2 separate regions of the Zea mays genome follow, and region 1 is linked to region 2. Evidence: chromatin contacts called from public Hi-C data. All regions are on one chromosome and are shown on one strand. The core of a region is the stretch at or near the end of the contact, and the rest is flanking DNA. Distances in the headings are between cores, read along the strand shown.

Region 1 (4,801 bases), core at 148-2,647, 200 kb after region 2:
ATTTAGAGCATGTCTGTCAAAGCTCCCAGAGCAAAGAGCTCTATCAAACATTTTTTTTTACTGAAAAATGATTCTATGTTGATTATGTGAAGTGATGAAGCTGAAAAAATAGCTTCTCCTAATTCACTCCACGTGTCGTTACTGTATGCATAGAGTTTATCATAGAGAATCATAGATAAACATGTTCAATCAGAGTATTAAATTATATGATACAATCAGTTCAACCCTAAAACTTAAGCTGATGCAGAGGGGTGGGCAATTCAATTGTATTCTAACACCCCCTCATGTCAAGACTATCTTAGGCCTCGGATGTAGAATAGCGAACAACAATTGTTTTATTTAACTGCGCTAATCATGATTCGAACTCAAGAACTCTGACTTTGATACCATATTAAGTTGCATGCACCAACCAGTTCAACCCCAAAAATTATGATGATGGAGAAAGATGGGCAATTCACTTGTATTCTAACACAAAGAATCAATTTCCACAGATAACCTATACCACGGGGAGCTCTACCAAACATACTCTTACGCTCCACTCCATTGTGGTGGTTTAGATGGGAGAAATATCTTATGCAATCACTTATATTGGTGCAAGCGTGCAATCAAACGATTTGGTGCATCTAATCTAGATCTAATGATGACTGTTATTTTACATTTAACCCATTCCACCTGAAACATAGTACCTATTTTACTTTTAACCTCTTTCATATGAAACCGTTGGATCTAGATTGGATGCTCTGGATGGTTTGGTTGCACGCTTGCACCAAATGAGTGATTGCACAGGATATGTCCTCGTTTAGATGAGCATGAGCTAATAATATGAACTCCAAACAAGCACGCCACTAAAATTCCAAATATCCTGTGTATGGCATCGCCTCACGAGGAAAGTCGTTGCCAAGGCATGACATCGATGCTACATGAGCAAAAAGGCAGAGCGCATGTAGGGAAAAGTTCACAGAGCTATGCGTGCAGAGGAAAATAAGGAGCCGTGCACAGGAAGGGGAGCTAAGCGTGTGGATGGGAAATCTCACGCCTATAGTCCTATACCTCTTGCAAGAACACGCAGCATCCCTGCAGCTCGTCAATTGAGAGAAGGGGAGGGAAAGAGGAGAGAAGGGAAGAGAAGAAGGGGAGGGAGAGAGAGGAGAGAAGAGAAGATGGCATTGGCGGCACCTGGAATCCAGCGGCAAGTCCTGCTGCCTCATCAAGTCACTCCAGCCCCTTCCGCTCCACCAATTCACGGCTCCTACTGCGCCTCCATGGCCTCCACCTATTTGTGCCTACGACCTCTGCTCCATCAGCCTCTGGTGTCTAACCTCCACCCACCAATCAACGCTGTTAGGCTCTCTCCAACGGTGCTCCTTATATCTCCGGATCTCCCCGGACCGAACGTAGGGGGCACAGTGTCTCCCGAACGGCTCCAACGCAGCCCGTAAATATTGCCCGAACTTGAGGTGAGGAAGAGGAAGAAAATGCACATATGTTTCCGGTGACCAAGTCCTCCCGGTAAGCATTGTTCGCTACTTCGCTGTACGAGAAGGTGCTAGTGAAGACGTCGGCTGTATTTTTTTTCATTTTTTAATTTTCTTTTGTTTGAGGTAGTTGGTATAGGGGAATACAGATACTGTGAATTATTGGAGACATACCAGACATAGGGGGAGAATCTTTTAATGCGAGTTATAAAAATATAGCAGAAGACATAGGGGGAGAATCTTTTAAGGGGAGTTATAAAAATATAGTAGAAAGTATATATAAGGGGAGATGGATAGGGAAAATTGTTAGAGAGACCGTTAGACTATTGTATATGGTTAGGGTTACCCTGTATTTTCCTAATTATCCCTATTGTAATGGGCTTGGCCTACCTAACTCACCTATATAATATACTCCTAACCCTGAATTAGGATTAGGGTTTCACATATTTCAACTAATGCCTCTGACCTCTACCTCGTCGATTATTGACTTCTTCCGCTTCTACGTGGACTCAACATCTCCTTCCTCTGCTCAATTCCCTGCCAACATCCCAAGATCCTCCACTTCAGCTCACAAGTACCTCTTCTTCTCCCCTCCTTTGCTTTTCATCTCAATACCTTCCTCTACAATTCCTCTCCTTTCCTTCCTCTGTTCAGAAGTCTGAACTATATTGCTTATGCTTGCTTGGATCCTAGACTTGATATACTTCTTGATGTGGTATCCTGCTTGTGCTTGGATAATTGGATAGGGTACAAACTGCTCTAGCTAGTGGGTGGTGGCTGCTTGTGCATGGGCTCTAAAATTGGAAGCAAAAAGGTTGCATCAATGTATGTTTGACAGTTTGTCCTGCTTTAATGTAGTTGAGAGTATGTGTATGGTGTCACCTCACCATGCGCCTAATTCTCCTAGGCCTCTGGAAGGGGATGGGTCGCCACGCCTCACCTTACCGCCTTAATAACCACGCATAAATATAAAAGCCTCAATAGTAAAGCAATGCAGATTATTAGTTCATGTCTGTGAGACCAATCATCCAACAAAAGGATTAAAGATAAAAGGATGGAATGATGATAAAGGCTTCAGTAATAATAGTAACAGGGTCTAATGACATGTCAAATTTGGTTCATCAAAACAGTATTAGTTACAATACAAAATTACAAATTACTGAAGCCTGGTGTAGGTGCATGATAGGTTATTTATTTTCTTTCCTGGTGTAGGTGCATGATAGGTTATTTATTTTTTCCATTTTAACCTCATATTTGTAAACCACAATAGCGTGAGCTAATCAAACATATAAACAAATAAACTTTTACGAAGGGACTGCAACTCAGAAACTTGGTGTGCTAATCTGCTGCACCTCTGTAACTAAGAGGAGAACACGACACAAACAACACCTTCCCTCACACACCTACATCAGCATTATTTGATTAACAGGATAGTAACGGATGGCACTTCTGACCTATATGATAAGAACTTGCTAGTCAAAAAGAAAATGCTTCTTCAACAAAGTACGTACTACATAGTTTTTCATGCAAAATAGTTGTTGATCTAATCAAGAAAAGTCAGTTCATTGTTGACAATACTTAAACAAGGAATCATTAAGACCCAGTGACCCACAAGGAAAAAAGTATGGTTTTAAAAGAATCAATCGTATGTCACGCATGTATGGCATCAGTCGTCACTTCACATAGACCAACAAGATAATCGATGTGGCGACAAATCTGGCATGGTCCAGATAATAACTGGAAACTGATAACTACAAGCCTCAAACATGGCATATTGCTTCATCGCAACACATTGCTCACAGGCTACTATCAAGCATATTCTCTAGATAACCATGCAACTTCCAACTTCCGGCAACGTCAGGTGCAGACATCTCGATTGATCAGGTGCAAAACTTTAACCTAAACCATAGATCGAGAGAGTGTAACAATAAATGGATCAGCTACCCAACTCATGTCAGCATGCATGCCACGGCAGGCCCTAGACACGCCGCAATACCAAAATCATAGTCATTAGCTAATCAGGGGTGGACTCAGTAAAGGACATTGGTATACATTAATACACATGCACACCTTATAATCGCAAAGCAACCGAAGTTAGTAGCAATATACATGCATATACACTTAATCAGGCCAGATCCGAATACATATAATAAGTTAGGGTTTGGGTGCACGGTTTCGCACAGCAGAAAGAGAAGAAGAAAGAGGTCGAAGAAGACCTGGGCGTAGGCGGCAGCGACGGTCGCCCAGGCGTCGCCACGATAGAGAGCGCGCGCACGTTGGAACTTGGGAGGGCGATGGATGGGAAGAAGAAACGCATACAGATCCTCCGTGTAGGCCGGCCCCGGCCTTCACACTGTATATGTCTCCAGCGTCATTGCTCATCTTGACTATTATGTAGACAGTCTGCTAACTCTAAAAGCAACTTTCAGCATTTAAGATATCACTTCTATATTAGAATGCGAAACCATATGTTAATTCAATTGGGTGGCCTTGGCATCGTCAATCTGGAGCTGTTCAGTTGGGCTCTATGTGCGCGATAGTTATGGCTGCAAAAGACAGCAACATCAAGACCTTGGAGTGATCTCCCAATCAGATGGGTAAGCTTTATTCAATGTTGCTTCTGTCGTTCAGATGGGTAATGGGAAATCAACCAAATTTTAGACAGACCGATGGATACAAGGCAAAACTGTTGTAGAATGGGCACCTAATCTAGTTCATTTGGTTCCTAAAGGGGCTAAACGGCAGAAAAACTGTGTCCTAAGGCCTACAAAATCGGAAGTGGCTTTCTGATATAGTAGGGGCTCTAACAGTTATTAGTGGAATATCTACAGCTCTAAAACCTTTTGGATATTTTGCATCTGCAGCAAGACATACCAAACCAGCATTCTCGGCGTCTATCCAAGCATGGGATTTATTCTAGAAAATATGTAGAAACGCATATGGAAGACATGGGCTCCATTGAAATGTACTCTCTTCATCTGGCTGGCTGACAGTTATGGCTAACAGACTTGCAAAAAGAGGACTATCTCATCTTGGCTCTTGTCCGCTTTGTGATTAGACCATCCAACACTGCCTGACCACCTGCATCTTCCCTAGAGAGTTTGGTTCCTTTTGTTCACTAAGTTGGGGCTACAAAATCTTGCTCCACAAGTTAATGACATATTCATCATGTGGTGGAGTGCAAAATCACTAAGATGATCTCTAAATAGTTGGGAAAGGACATCAACTCTCTCATTATGTTGGTCACATGGGAGATTTGGAAACATGGAAATGTTTGTGTGTTTGATGGGAAAAGACCCTGAGTTCAAGCTGTCCAACAGGTTGTG
Region 2 (4,981 bases), core at 201-2,700:
GGCAAGCTTCTGCGCAAACTCTGGGTCATTCTTCTCCTCTTCCTTGTAGAATCTTACGTTCTCAAGGAGCAAAACCCCACCATTGGGCAAGGCGGCCACCAGCTTCTCAACTTCAGGGCCAATAACATCGTCGGCTTTTTGCACCTATTCGTGGGTATAGTACACACGCTTTAGTCAGAACAATCAATTAGCACAAGTGATTTAATTAGAAGCACCAATGATGTAGAATAAATCAATACCTGAATGCCAAGAAGCTCAGACAACCGTGCAACAAGGGGGGCTAAGCTAAACTTGGGTGTAAAACCCTTAGGGCGACCCTGCACATCCAGAGCAAAATGGAGGATTTTAACCATAGTTGGATGACAAGGAAATTAAGCAGCTAACCGAGAAAAATATATTGCTTCAGCTATATTTCATAAAATTATCATTGAACACTGGAAGCAAATATGCAATTAATATCCAGTGTGCATATACAAAATCACGAGTTTGATTAAACACTGTCATTGTGCAGATCCTTGGCTCCTACATTGTGGGTGTCTGCGAGATCCTTGGCTCAGCCTTCTTCTACTTTTATTTTTTTCTAGAAGGATTCTCTTTTACCTTTGCATCAATTCCTAGTTTGTGCCCAAAAACGAAAATAGAAGTGATCCAAGGAGTACTGAATTCCTACATTGTCTATGCGTGCGAAGAGCATTACTTCCCCAAATGAGATGAGATACGGGAAGGGCGTAGGGGCGGGAACTCACCAAGTGGCTTGAGAGGATGACTTTGGCGCCCTTGCCGAGGAGGTACTGGATGGTGGGGATGGCGGCCCGGATGCGGGTGTCGTCGGTGATGTTCTGGTTCTCGTCGAGCGGCACGTTGAGGTCGGCACGCACGAAGACGCGCTTCCCCTTGAGGTCGGCCTCCGTGAGGTCCCCGACGCTCTTCTTCGCCATGGTGGCCATGGCCCGCGTGCCGCGCGCGGAGGACGCCTGCCGGCACCGCGACGCGACGTGGACCGCGAGCCGCGCGTCGCCCGCCGCGAACGCCAGCGACCGCGCCGGCTGGCGCGCCGCGGCGAGGCCTCCCCTGCGGAGCGGGGCGGCGGCCGCCCTGCTTGCCGCACGGGCCGCGAGGGAGAGGGAGGTTGGCGGGGCGGCCGCGGACGCCATTGAGATTCGGGCGGCGGCGGCGGCGAGTGGAGTGGAGAGACAGAGAGGGAGTGATTTGGGAGCGCGGGAGGAGGGGGGCACTTGTGGGTCGTGGCTTTGTCTGTGGACGAGAGAGTGAGGCGGGGATTTGCTTATCGCTGGCGAGAGGTCGGGACGACGGTTCCGGTGGGGTGGGTGCGGGCTGCGGGGGGAGGAGACGGCGGTATAATCGATCACGGCGATGGCGACGTGTGGGGGCTCGGTGGCTTCGATTTCCCCTGTCCTTTGTGTGATCTTGGATCGCCGCCCCTTCGCACTTGCACACTTTGGAGCAGGACAGCAGGGACTGAGAAGAAGGTCAACGTCATCAGGTAACAACGTAACAGTAACACCATAACATACGCAGGCTGCGGCACACCACGAGTCAACACAAAGTGTCAATTCTGTTACACACACAACACAACGTAGCATCCCGTAAAATGAACTAATGAAGCCTGAAATTCACTGTACACGGAGTTTATTTCGTCTTCAGCAGATGAAGGGCAGCGTGGCGTGCTCGTCGCTGCAGTAGAGCCCGGGCTGCTGCGTGTACCCCTGCCTGGACAGCAGCTCCCGCGCCCGGACCACCAGCTCTCGGTTCGTCACCGCCAGCGCCACGCCGCGCTTCTTGCCGTCCCCGGCGAGGATGGTCTGGATCACGTTGCTCAGCGCGCCGTAGGACATGCCGTCGGCCGTGGTCGCGTCCGCCGAGGTCTCGTCCGTCTGGCACCCGCTGATCAGGACGCCGTTGCGCGGCGGCACCCTGGCCGCCGCCGCCGCCGCAGCCGGCCCCGCGTACACTTCCTCGACGCTGTGCGCGTCCTGCGCCAGGGTCTCCTCCACCTCTGCCTCCCTGGGAACGCGCGACTGCTCCTCCGCTTCCTTGCCGTCGTGCCGGAGCTTGCCTAACAGCATGGCCTTCATGAACCTCTTGACCTTGGGGCTCGCCTCGTCGCCGAAGTGGTGGAACAGCGTCGTGCGGATGGAGCCCACGCCGACGTCGTGCCTTCCGGTCTTGTCCCTGAGCATCTGGATGAACGTCGACAGCGGCAGCGACCGGTTGCTGATGCTGCTGCTATTGCTGTTGCCCTGCTGCTGGACACGGCAACGACTGCAGTGGATGCACCCCAGAGACTCCAGCACGCCACGGACGATTCGCGCGAGGGAGACGCGGAGTGCGGAACCGGGAGCGGGAGGAGGAGGCTTCATTTCGCGCTCTCGGCGCTGCTGGGTTCTGTTCTGCTTGGTGCTGTTCCCGATTTGCTCCTTGGTCTTGTCGATCAGGCCGCCGCTGTGGCACGAGTCCGAGACCATGGTGAAGCGGCAGCCGTCAGGGACCTTGGCCACGAGATCCGTGAAATCTTGGTCTGCATGGAGATCAGGAAAAGGTGCATATGGCAGCCCACAAAATTATCTAGTCGTTTGTTAATTACATGATAGATTTGCGACCCATACATGCAACCCTTGTTACTAAGCTCGTCTTCGGAGGGGATACTGTATGAAGGCTAGCGGAACCTAACCATCAGATACCAACGGTGTGCCTACGAATGCAACTAACGCTCGATCCTAAGTGCTCGCTGCTAAACGCAGAGAAAAACAGATGGGAGAGCACACCTTTGATCAAGTTGAGGTCGCATGGCACGATGCACTCGTCGTACCCGGTGTCGTCGTCCTCCCCAGTCTCGGCGGGGAGCTGCAGGCCGTGGCCGCTGTAGTGGAAGAAGAGCGCGTCCCCGGGGCGCGCGCCCGCCACGAGCCGCTCGAGCTCCAGCCGGATGTTGGCCCCAGTGGGCGGCGGCGTGGACGGGTCGGCGTCGGCCAGGACACGGATGTCGGCCTCGTCGAACCCGAAGCGGCCCACCAGGCAGCGGCGCATGCGGGCCACGTCGTTGAGGCATCCCTTCAGCTCCCCGTCCGTGCCCAGGTAGTTGATGCCCACCAGCAAGGCGCGCTTCTGCCCCATCGCGCTCCTGCCGGTGCCGGACGAGGCCGCCGTGCGTCGTCGTCGCGTTAGTTCGGCGGAGGCGGTGTGTCCCGCCGCGGCTGGAATGATGGTTTGGTTGGTACGGTGACGAGTTGCCCAATCGAATGGTGGAGCTCCGGAGTGCTGTCGCACGAGGTGCTCATTGCCACCACCCCGCCATCTTGGTATTGGATGGTGGGTTGACGTCGGCTAAAGGCGCTAAAGCGGCCTTCCACTTGGTGAACAATCGTATCGGGTTAGCTTAAATGTATGTATGTAAATAAATATTCCCTCCGTTCCTTTATTTGTCACGTTTTAATTTAAAAATAAACTAGCGAGTCACAAACATTCGAGAACGGAGTTAGTAAATGAGAAGAATTTAGCCAAAGGTTATTGTATTTGGTAGATACAAATCATCACTAGTTAGATTTTTTCAATTGAAACACAACAGTAAACATAGGAATTTCTGACGACTAAGCTATTGAAAATAAGACCTCTGTCGTCGAACATAGATTATTTCTGATGGCTTAGAGCTTATTTTCGACGACATTAGTCCGTCGGTTCTAAAATGTCCGACAACCGTTAGTTGCCATCGATGTTAATACCGTGTAACAGTCATGACGACGTCCAATGTGCTCCACAAACTTATGCCTGACGACCTACATGGAGGTGGTTGGAGCGAGGGCCGTCCGCTCCCTTCGTTCAATCTGCTTTAACATAAATTGAACAGGTTCTATCCCGGACACAGGAGGCGAAGGGTACTTTGACCCGTACCGAAGCCAAGGTTTTGGTCAGAGAACCGACAAAGGTTTGGAGGCGAAGGGACCTACCGCTTAAAGCGGGGGCTCCTTCGCTCGCCATCACCACCAGCTTGGGCGGCTCCGAGTATAAGTCTTGGCAAGGTTCGAAGACCCCGGCGCCCTAGAGCGAAGAGTGTCTCGTCCTAGGGAAGACCGTCATCTGTGGGATGGGCCCATGCGGCGCCCCGCTGGCCATTCATGCCCATTTGTAAGCCCCTTCCTGGGGTAAGGCTTATGGTGTATTTAATCATGTTGTACTTAACCTCGTTGTAATGACCCCCAAGGGGGAATATTCCCGGGCTAAAGCAGGTAACCGGGGGCATAATTATACTTAGGAGGGTGTGCCCACCCACATGGTTACCTATAAATACCATCGCATTGTACATTGATGGGTGCTTAACAAGACGCTGCAATTCCCTACCCACTGTTTTGTTGAGCACTTGAGCATTCCCACTTAGGGCCCACTCCACCACGTGTCAAACATTCCCAACATTTGGTGCTCACTATTCGTGCTTCGACAAACCAATCCCGCAATGGATCCCAACAAAGCGACATCGAAGGCCACCACCTCTCCGGACGACGTGGCGAAGGCAGCTCTCGCTGAAAAGAAAGGCAAGGAAACCCTTGTCGGCGAAATTCCCTAAGAGGCACCCGAGGATGGAGCAGTCAACAGCAAGCGACCTCACACAGAAAATCCACCCACACCTGAAGGCACCGTTCGCACGTGTAGCTCTGAAGGCCTCCATCGGAACCCTCCGCCAGGCTTTGCCTCCGGGCTAACGATATCATCGAGGATGGCGAGGTCCTAGGCATCTCAACTGAAGACCAGCTAAAATTGTGCGTGCTCCGCACAAAAAACAATCACCAGTAGAAACAAAAGGAAATACTCGCAGCCAAGCGCCAGCGCATTAACATGCAAGCCAAAGTCAGGCAGATGATATTAGACGAGGAGCAGAAAGACAGAGAGCTAAAACATCAAATCGCAGAAATGTAGGGCGAGGACCCCTTCACCAATGTCAGGACCTTGCGCTCTACATAAACCCTCG

Evidence for each region. Hi-C and Micro-C count contacts between places; a contact is called where the count stands out from the background.
Region 1: a contact with region 2 is called in a Hi-C map of ear, with 4 times the contacts expected there. The contact joins the promoter of LOC100193212 here to the promoter of LOC103635817 in region 2. A contact is called at or near these places in 11 of 25 Hi-C or Micro-C datasets (bundle sheath, ear, leaf and 4 more).

The regions. Positions count from the first base shown.
Region 1 is chr8:123,738,521-123,743,321 of Zm-B73-REFERENCE-NAM-5.0, forward strand. It overlaps LOC100193212, which reads right to left and starts at 1,398. Exons shown (of 3, transcript NM_001138365.1): 1 at 1,177-1,398.
Region 2 is chr8:123,533,474-123,538,454 of Zm-B73-REFERENCE-NAM-5.0, forward strand. LOC103635817 (phosphoglycerate kinase, chloroplastic) reads right to left here and starts at 1,451. Exons shown (of 6, transcript XM_008658193.4): 1 at 747-1,451; 2 at 240-317; 3 at 1-144. The coding sequence starts at 1,154. It overlaps LOC100285605 (metacaspase type II), which reads right to left and starts at 3,265. Exons shown (of 2, transcript NM_001158496.1): 1 at 2,787-3,265; 2 at 1,488-2,539. The coding sequence starts at 3,135. The coding sequence ends at 1,662.